2 separate regions of the Triticum aestivum genome follow, and region 2 is linked to region 1. A link is a contact called in public Hi-C data. All regions are on one chromosome and are shown on one strand. Each heading gives the region's core, a stretch centred on a gene start, on an enhancer-like site or on the middle of the called end of the contact. The rest is flanking DNA. Distances are from core to core; before and after follow the strand shown. Region 1 holds the start of LOC123041724 (homeobox-leucine zipper protein HOX22). Region 2 has its middle 280 kb from the start of LOC123039315.

Region 1 (4,140 bases), core at 1,337-3,836:
GGCGTCGTGCACGGGAGAGAAGAAGGAATATTTTGCTGAGAGTAGAAGGAGTATTTTTTGAGTGAACTTATGGGGCCTCTTAAAACTGAGAGAGTTGGGATCTTGTTTCAGTTAACTCCTCATGTTCTTTTTTAAGTTAGCCGGATAGGAGTTGTGCGGTGAACGCCTTAAAAGAGAATGTTTTGAGGAGTTAACCATTTTTGAGGGATCAGTCAGAGTTTCCCTAACATTTGCGAAAATTTTAGGAGCAAAAGTAAAAGAAAACATATTTGCAGCATGTTGTTTTTTCAGGATGATTCATTAACAGTTAGCATACCACTAAAAAACATTGAAAGTTTGAACTTCAATATAAAACGATGGGTATTATTTCATCGGTTGTCTTAACTTTGCTTAAATCAGTCACATTTCTTAGGTTTTGAATCAGGCTTTAACCAAACTTATCTCTAAGTTGAACTATATATAACCTATAAACCACATGTTGTATCAATTTTTCTCTAAAGTTGCACACCCTAAAATAGTGCAATTTTAGGCGCTAATGTTAAGTTTTTTTAACCTGCAAATAAATGTTAATTTTTTTAAAAAAAAAAGAAGCAGGCTGCGGAAAGTTATTTTTTTTTTTGAACATGCGAAAAGTTTTTTTTTGCGGAAAAACTTTCAATCTATTCATCTTCAATCATGGCAGTACAACGAATACCAGAAATAAAAATTACATCCAGATCCGTAGATCACCTAGCAAAACGGCTAACCATGATGATCGTTTGGAGAATCCTAGACAAGAACCTACTGATGATGCTCTACACAAGATCCTAAAGTTGAGAAGCAGTATTTTATATTACTATCAATTGAACGATCGATCCTGCCTCCAACATTTGAATTCACAGTGGGAGCAACAACAAACAGAACAGCTGATGCAAACTCTACCAACGATCTCTACTACTCCCTCCGTTCCCAAATATTTGTCTCTCTATACATTTCAAATGGTTACAACATACAGATGTATTTAAACATATTTTAGAATGTACATTCGTTTATTTTGCTTTGTATGTAGTCATTTGTTGTAATATCTAGAAAGACAAATACTACTCCCTCCGTCCGAAAATACTTGTCATCAAAATGGATAAAAAGGATGTATCTAGAACTAAAATACATCTAGATACATCCCCTTTTATTCATTTTGATGACAAGTATTTCCGGACGGAGGGAGTATTTGATAACGGAGGGAGTAACTAACAACATTTTTAGCAGCATCCGAATCACTGATCCCATTGGCTGGGTGGTCGCCTCCATGGTTTATCACTTCGGTCACTTCTCTTGATCCAGGTGCATCACCCTCTATCTTACACGGACCCACCCGACATTGCCGCGTCCCCATTCGCCTCTTCTCACATGTATCCCCAAGACCCCAACCAGATGAGAAATCGAGCACAACATGCACGTACGTGAAGCTACACACACAAGCCGCCTACGTGGTTATTATGTACTCCTTCCGTTTCAAAATAAGTGTCTCAAGTTTGTACTAATTTTAGTATAAATTTATACTAAACTTAAGACATTTTGAGACGGAGGGAGTATACACTACACGGCTTCAAGCCACCGCGTTCCACTCGACGGGCGGCCACGGCCACGGCTCCCACAGCTCGGGCGTGGCGCAGAAGGACTCCGGGAAGACCGCCCCGTCGTAGTGGAGGTGGTCGTCGCACTCCGACTCCACCGACACCGAGACGTCCGCCGGCGTGGCGCACGTCGTCCCGCCGAGCACGCAGCTCTCGGGGGGCTCGACGTCGACGCACCCGGCGACGACGTTCCTCTTGTCGTCGTCCAGCTCCTGCCCGCCTCCGTTGCAGCTGCTGCTGCTGGCGGTGGCGGTCGCCGCGCCACCGCTGCCGCCGTCCCTCTGCCTCAGCCTCTCGCTCAGCTCGTGCAACTGCACACACGTACGTACGTACACTCCAGTTAGCAGCTGGATCAAGTAAGTACAGGGAAGAAGAGATTAAGAATACGTGCGCAGCGATTAGCTACCTGTGCGGCGAGGGCGAGCTTCTCCTGCTTGAGGGACTCGACGCGGGAGTGGAGGGCGTCGTAGTCGGCGCGGAGGGCGGCGAAGTCGTGCTCGAGCTGCTTGGAGCGCCACCGCGCGCGCTTGTTCTGGAACCAGATGGCCACCTGGCGCGGCTGCAGGCCCAGCTCGCGCGCCAGCTCCGCCTTCTCCCGGGGCTCCAGCTTGGCGTGGTGCGCGTGGAACATGGACTCCAGTGACCGTATCTGCTCCTCCGTGAACCGCCGCTTCCTCTCCGCCCCCCTCCCCACGCCGCCCCTCCCCATGAAGCACAGCTGCTCGTCCATGTCCATGTCCATGTCAATGCCCATCATCGGCGCGCACAGCTGCTGCTGCTGCGCCGGCAGCGACGCGGGCGGGGGCATCAGGAACTGGTGCTGCTGCTGGTGTTGCTGGTGGTAATCCATGTCGACGGACCCAGTGGGCCACTGCTCTGCTCCGACCGGTCGCTCCTCTGCTCTGTTGGATCTGGATGGATCCCCTCCCTACGCTATGCCGTCCGTTCCTCTTCCTCTGTCTCTCGGCGCCGGGAGGCCGGTTTTATACCGGCGGACGGCGTTACGTGTCCGCGTTGCGCGAGATGCGAACATGTGGTCTTCGCGATGGCGGATAAAGAAACCTCCCGGGCGGGACCCACGCAGCCTGACACCGCGCAAAGCCGCTTTCGTCCGCCAGGCCAAGTGTCGCGCATCCAGCGGCGCCAGAAGCTGTGCCCACCACGGCGCCCCCATGTCTATCCTCCAGCCTCGAGATCGGCACCCGAAACGTGGCCACGAGTGCAAAGATCTTGCTTCTCCTCCTCCTCCTGCTCATTCAAGTCTTCCTTCCGGCCTACGAATTGCAAATTAAGTCGACCGGACGTGTTCTTTTCGTTTATTTTCTTCTCTGTCTGTCCACTTCTCGCATTTTCATGTACTACGATTCTACGAATCGATCGATCAGCTGCACGAGAAAGGATCAGCAGTACCCCAGTCCTCAGTAGTGTATCATGGGGCTTGCCGGCCAATGGGTGGTGGAAAGGTGTGCGCCTTGGTGTTCCACGGGGAGACGGGGACGGGCCGAGGAGGAACAGGTAGGACCAATGGCCGTGCGCGCCCAGAGGGCCTAGCTCCGTCGGGGGCTGCACGCGTCGCCGTCGCGGCGCCAGGTGTGCGGGGGCTTCCGCCGGAAGGGGCGTCGAGGTGGCGCGCCGCGTTTGTCCCGTTCCCGGGCTGCAACGACCGGGCCGATGCACAGAGCACACTATAGCTAGCGCGTCGCGCCGCGCGCGTTGGCCGGTCTTGTCGCCTGTTGTCCTGGTGCGCTCCACTAGTTTACTCCATCGATCGTTTACCAGGAAGAGACATCATGGTAACTCAGGATAGATAGATACGGTGAAGTGAACGTGATAGGCGAGCACTTGGGGGTGTCAGTGCGGGGAGCAGAGGTTATCCTCGATCGATCGTTTTCCACCCGGAGGCCGGCGATTCGCTGCCCCCGACCTCCCACGATCCAAACGTGCTAGAGCAGATCAGGTAAGTTAAAAGCGGTGACCCGGTGCGACTGAACTGCCTTTATTTGTTGAATGCTAGTGCGCTGGTGGAGTTCTTCCGACTTCGGTAACGGCGGGGGTCAGGTCATTTCGAGCCGCAGTAGCACGATACAAACAAAACCAGGCTAGTATCGATCATTCCAACAGTGCTAGTTTTTTTTTCTGAGAAAAAAGGTAAAAACGCAAACGCTCGCGGAAACGGAAAATGGTACGATCAAGTTTTCGCGGGTAGGGAGGAGATCGAGCCGGCGCGCCGCGCGCGTGTGCGCCCATCTGTGGCGCCCAAGCGGTGCCAAGCTGCTGTGCTATGCACGGGCAGGGTCAGCTGAGTAGCTGTCCGTGGTGACCACCGTGATTAATCGCGGCGATAACTTTACTCGAGTGCGGTAGCAGGCTAGGAGGGAGAGGTGTGCAAGGTACGTAGAAGGCACAGTTATTACACGGACAGGTTAGGCGACCGGCTAGCCCGGCCGGGACCAGGAGGGAGAGGAGGAGGAGAAGGAGAATGGGGCGCGCGCGCGGCGGCGGGGCCACCGCGGACGTCGACGGCCGG
Region 2 (4,586 bases), core at 1,380-3,879, 350 kb before region 1:
TCTCCTTGGGCTTACGGCTAAGGAGCCAAGGAGAATCCCAGAAAGGCGTTTTGGCTCCGTTTCCCAGAGTAATGGTGGTGGAGGCATAAAAGAAGCTGAGATCATCCTCCATACAAGGGTTGCCAAAACCAACCCACTATTTGTGGGGCTCCTTCCATTCATACCAAGGCCACCTAAGGCAAAGGGCACGCGCAAATCTTTCAGAGTTAAGCACCCCAAGGCCACCATACTCCTTGGGCCTACAAACCGTGTCCCACTTCATTTTGCACTTGGCACCTGTAGTCTTGTCAGCACCTGACCAGAGGAAAGCCCGTTCTATCTTGGTCAGATTATGAAGAGTGCTTTGAGGCATGATGAGCTGCGTGAGAACACCGCTTGGGAGCAAAGGACTGACTTGACAAGGGCCGTGCGCCCCATAGTTGTGATGTTTTGGCCTTCCCAAGTAACCAATTTGCCGCCCGCCTTGTCTTTGAGATACTGGAAATCCACCCGCTTGAGCTGCCAGACCGAGAGCGGGAGGCCTAAGTATTTGACCGGGAAGGACGCACAGGTGGTTGGCAAGTTCCCAAGGATGGGCTCAAGATGAATGTGGGCGCACCTAATTGGCATGACCGTGCTCTTTTGAAAGTTGCAACAGAGGCCCGTAACCTCGCCAAAGCCTCGCAAGATCGATGCAAGGTTGTCAATGTCCTGCTTGAAAGGAGCCACAAAGATGGCCGCATCATCATGCTTCGCTTTATCTTGAGTTCTTGACCGGCGTGCATAATCTCTTTAAATACTACCACTAAGTAGAGCAACAAACTCTCAAGAGACCACCACTCTAACACACTGATGGTCATGTTGCTTGATTGTAGAACAATAACAACCAAGCCAGCCCGGGATTCTTCAGAAATACATATATGGCTTGACTAGTACATTTTTTTGTTTTTTTGGAACGTAGACGCACGGTGCGTCTGGCTTTAAATTAATAAAGCCACAAGGCAGCATCCAGAACAGTTCGACCTTACAACCAGAATAACATAAGTTCAGCGGGTTCGCAGTCCCGGCAAAGATAAAGCTAGCAGTTCACATGGGCGAAGATATAACATAGTTTAGTTCGCAACTAGATAAGTATTATGCAAAAGAATCAAGCTTGCAGCGTTGGTAATCTTGATCTCGTCATGCACCACTTGATCTTCTCCATAGTCTCGATCATGCGTCCCTCGTCATGCTGTTTCCTCAATGGCGCCCAAGCCTGTAAGAAAGTAATGACATTTGAAAAGAGTATCAGCGGGGTGAGCAGGAAACTTGTGTTCAATAGTAATTTTGTTCCGCATGGTCCAAATTGACCAAAGCATCGCTCCTACGCATCGCCACAGCACCCGAGCATTCGTACCCTTCTGCGCGGTTAGTATGGTAAGAAGGTCGTTGCTAGTTTGCGGATTCCAGTTCTGGTTAAAAGCCTCTCTGGCCGCACTCCATGCAAATCTAGCGAGACCGCATCTGAAGAAGACGTGGTTAGCATCCTCCCCCGGCCCACAGATGGTGCATGTCCCATTCGCCGGACCGTTGCGCTTGGCCACATTATCCGATGTAGGAAGTCGATTACGGAACATTTGCCACATAAAGATCTTAATCTTGAGGGGAATGCCAGCCTTCCACAGCCCCCCTAGACATGTCCAACTCATTCCCCTCCGTGAGCTTCTCGTATAAGGATTTTACCGAGAATTTCTGAGAGGCCGTCAACCTCCACGAGATCTTGTCATTATCCTGACTGAGAGTCCTCCCCTCGAGCTCAGCAACTAATGCATTCCAGGCCGCCACCTCTCCTATCTCCAATGGCCTGAAAAAGGAGATCGGCGGAGGGTGCACTCTAAGTGCTTCAACGACCAAAATGTTTGTGTCAGTGGCCAGCTGATACAGCTTCGGGTGTGATTGCCACAACGGGGATTGTCCCCTCCAGCAGTCCAGCCAAAAGCGCGTGGACGCTCCATTGTTGACAGAGAATTGGGCCCCAACCGTGAAGGCAGGTCTCACCGCTTGTATGCCATTCCAAAAGGCCGATCCCTTGACCTTGGCCTTAAACAGGTTGCCGTCCGGAAAGGTATTTCGCCCGAAGAATGTCTGCCTAGAGACTCTTCTCGTTTTGGGCTAGTCGCCACCACCACTTGGTTAGCAGGACTATGTTCATCAATTTCGAATTCGTGATCCCCAAACCACCGAACTTCTTCGGCCTGCAGACCGCCGCCCACTTTACCAAGTGATATTTGTGTTTCGTCAGCTTCACTAGTACATAATCCCTATCCCAAATTCATTTCCAACATAAAATCATCACGACTTGTCCCGATCGGAGCTAGTCAGTTCTCACCATAAACAAAGGCATGCACAGACCATACGATACGCACTGGCCCGTATTTCTTCGCCGGAGATATTAAACCAACCTGTGCTATCCTCATCCTGCACGTCCACGGACGAACTGATCCGCTCGCGGAGACCGCCGGAGAGTTCTCACGAACACGCTCTCCGCCCACATATCATTTCACGTTCCTGTCTTGACACAGTCCATGAGGACCCGTATTCACCACCCGTTTCCGGGCCATCAGCCCAGAACGTTCTCGGTCCTGCCCCCCCCCCCCCCCCCCCCCTAGGGCCTAGGCAGCTAGGCCCCTATCTAGCCCCGTTTTCTCCAGAAAAGAGAACCCCGTCTAGCCCCGTATATACGGTGACAAACGATGTTTTGCAGCGAACAGGAGGAAAAGATCGAAGGTCGACGACGTGCGTGCCGAGTCGGATGTTTTCATGCTACTAGGCTCCAAAGACGAAAGTTTTGGCACGTATTCAGCTCCTGTGGATGGATGGAATCGCGACGTACGAGGCGACAACGACCTGCCGACCGCTACTCGTGGAGCAATGGCGTCTCTTTCCTCGACGTGTACTCCGGCCCAAGCGCTCCCGCCAGATCATCCTGCCGTGCGCCTGGCCTGGTCATCATAGGCGAGAGACCCAGGGTTCAGGGGCGTTCATACTTTGATAACTCAACGATCAGGGGCGGTTAGTTATCTAATGATAATGAACGGTGTCTGAGTTCCCCAAATTTAAAGGGATGTCCGACTCAGGGCGTAGAATTTTGCAAGCACGAAAGATGGCGCCAATACACGTGTGTTCACCCGGCGATTATTTTTCGAAAATCATATGAAACTGACATTCCCTGGAACGTATTTTGAGGGAACGCTCTCAGTGCGTCGGATCCCCACGCGAATCTGAAAGCACTCGCTCGTGGAACGAACAACACGAATTTTCTGCATTCTTATACATTTTTTAAATCATGAACAAGTGGTTATCATTGTGTTTTTAGTTTTTTAAACATTGCCACTGCTATAACATGGCAAATTCTCCGTGTTTGAGACTATTTACACATGACAATTATATAAATGTTATAGTATGGCAACTCTTTTTTTTTTCAAAACATGGCATCACAACTTTTCACGCTTACCACAGCACTTTCTGTCTTGTAGCATGACAATTCGCTAAGCTGTAGCATGATAATTTTCTGGACACGTGTGACAGTTTTCTTTGTTGTATCATGACAATCCTCTTTTCTAGCATGTCATTTTTTTCTTCTCTATGCAGCATTTGCCATGTCCTCATGATAGCACGACAATTCTCTCTTAACACAATATAGCAAAAATCTGAACATATGACAAGTTTCTCGAGCCGCAACATGGTAATCTCCTTGTGAAGGGAGGAGGAAGAGGTGGGTGGTCCTCAATGAGCAGGACGCAAGGCATTGTTCAACCGAAGGAGCTCCCCGGCACGAACAACGCTTGCAGGAGCCTTCCTAGGCACACGATCGTTCCCTCTAGGAACACTAGGCAGGGCACGCTCCATCCCTATTAGGCTCCTTATTTTCATGTCTATTGTCTTTAAAACCTTTTGGTTCATATTAAAAAAATAAAAAATGCACCAATATTTTGCTAATCTGTACCAATTCTTTTGAAATTGCAGTTTTAGATAAAGCGGTGTGATCTTAGATGCCTAGGGGCTACTCTAGCGGACCCCTTATCCTCTAACTCTTCAAATGCTTTCCTAAACCTTAACTCCTCAAAACCGAGGAGTTAAAGAAAGTGGTCGGATCTAACCGAACCCTCAAACTTCCTCAAATGAACTAGACCATACATGGAAGTGTTTTTCCTGTTTTTCTTCCTTCCAGAGCGCCCAGCTGGACCAACACCCCGGCTTGCGCAACTCTGGTATGTCGTCCAGCCCTGACCCCGCTGCCTCGCCAACGGTCTCCGCCTTTGCCGCGAGTTTGATGCGCCCATGCCCATGTTGTCTAGCTCTACAACGTGAGGAATGGCGTGTTGGATGACGTCCCTAGCGGTGGCGCTCATGCCCGGCGCAGTCGGGAAGCGCATCGGTTGACTGAAGATGTTGAACAGTGTGGCATGGTTACCAGCCCCTTGAAAGGCGTGGTGTCGTGCAACAAATCATAGAGGAAGAACCAAACATCCACCAATCGACGACACTGCCATGGTCGTTGTTGCAGATGATTTCCACCGCTAGGTACCTGTGTGTGTGCCGACAAAGGACCCTGAACAACACATACA

The links. Hi-C and Micro-C count contacts between places; a contact is called where the count stands out from the background.
Region 2: a Hi-C map of leaf shows a contact between it and region 1, with 4 times the contacts expected there. The contact joins the enhancer-like site here to the promoter of LOC123041724 in region 1. A contact is called at or near these places in 2 of 5 Hi-C or Micro-C datasets (both in leaf) and 1 of 1 datasets of contacts at active chromatin or transcription factors (leaf).

Annotation. Positions count from the first base shown.
Region 1 is chr2B:586,513,536-586,517,675 of IWGSC CS RefSeq v2.1, reverse strand. LOC123041724 (homeobox-leucine zipper protein HOX22) reads right to left here and starts at 2,586. Exons shown (of 2, transcript XM_044464295.1): 1 at 2,020-2,586; 2 at 1,286-1,924. The coding sequence starts at 2,463. The coding sequence ends at 1,586.
Region 2 is chr2B:586,862,799-586,867,384 of IWGSC CS RefSeq v2.1, reverse strand. No RefSeq gene overlaps it. Among protein-coding and RNA genes, the nearest start is that of LOC123039315, 280 kb to the left of the region's middle. Within about 2 kb of position 2,629, at least 1 of the 8 cell types and tissues checked has an H3K27ac peak or open chromatin away from gene starts, as enhancers often do. A contact at or near this core is called in leaf, where this site is marked.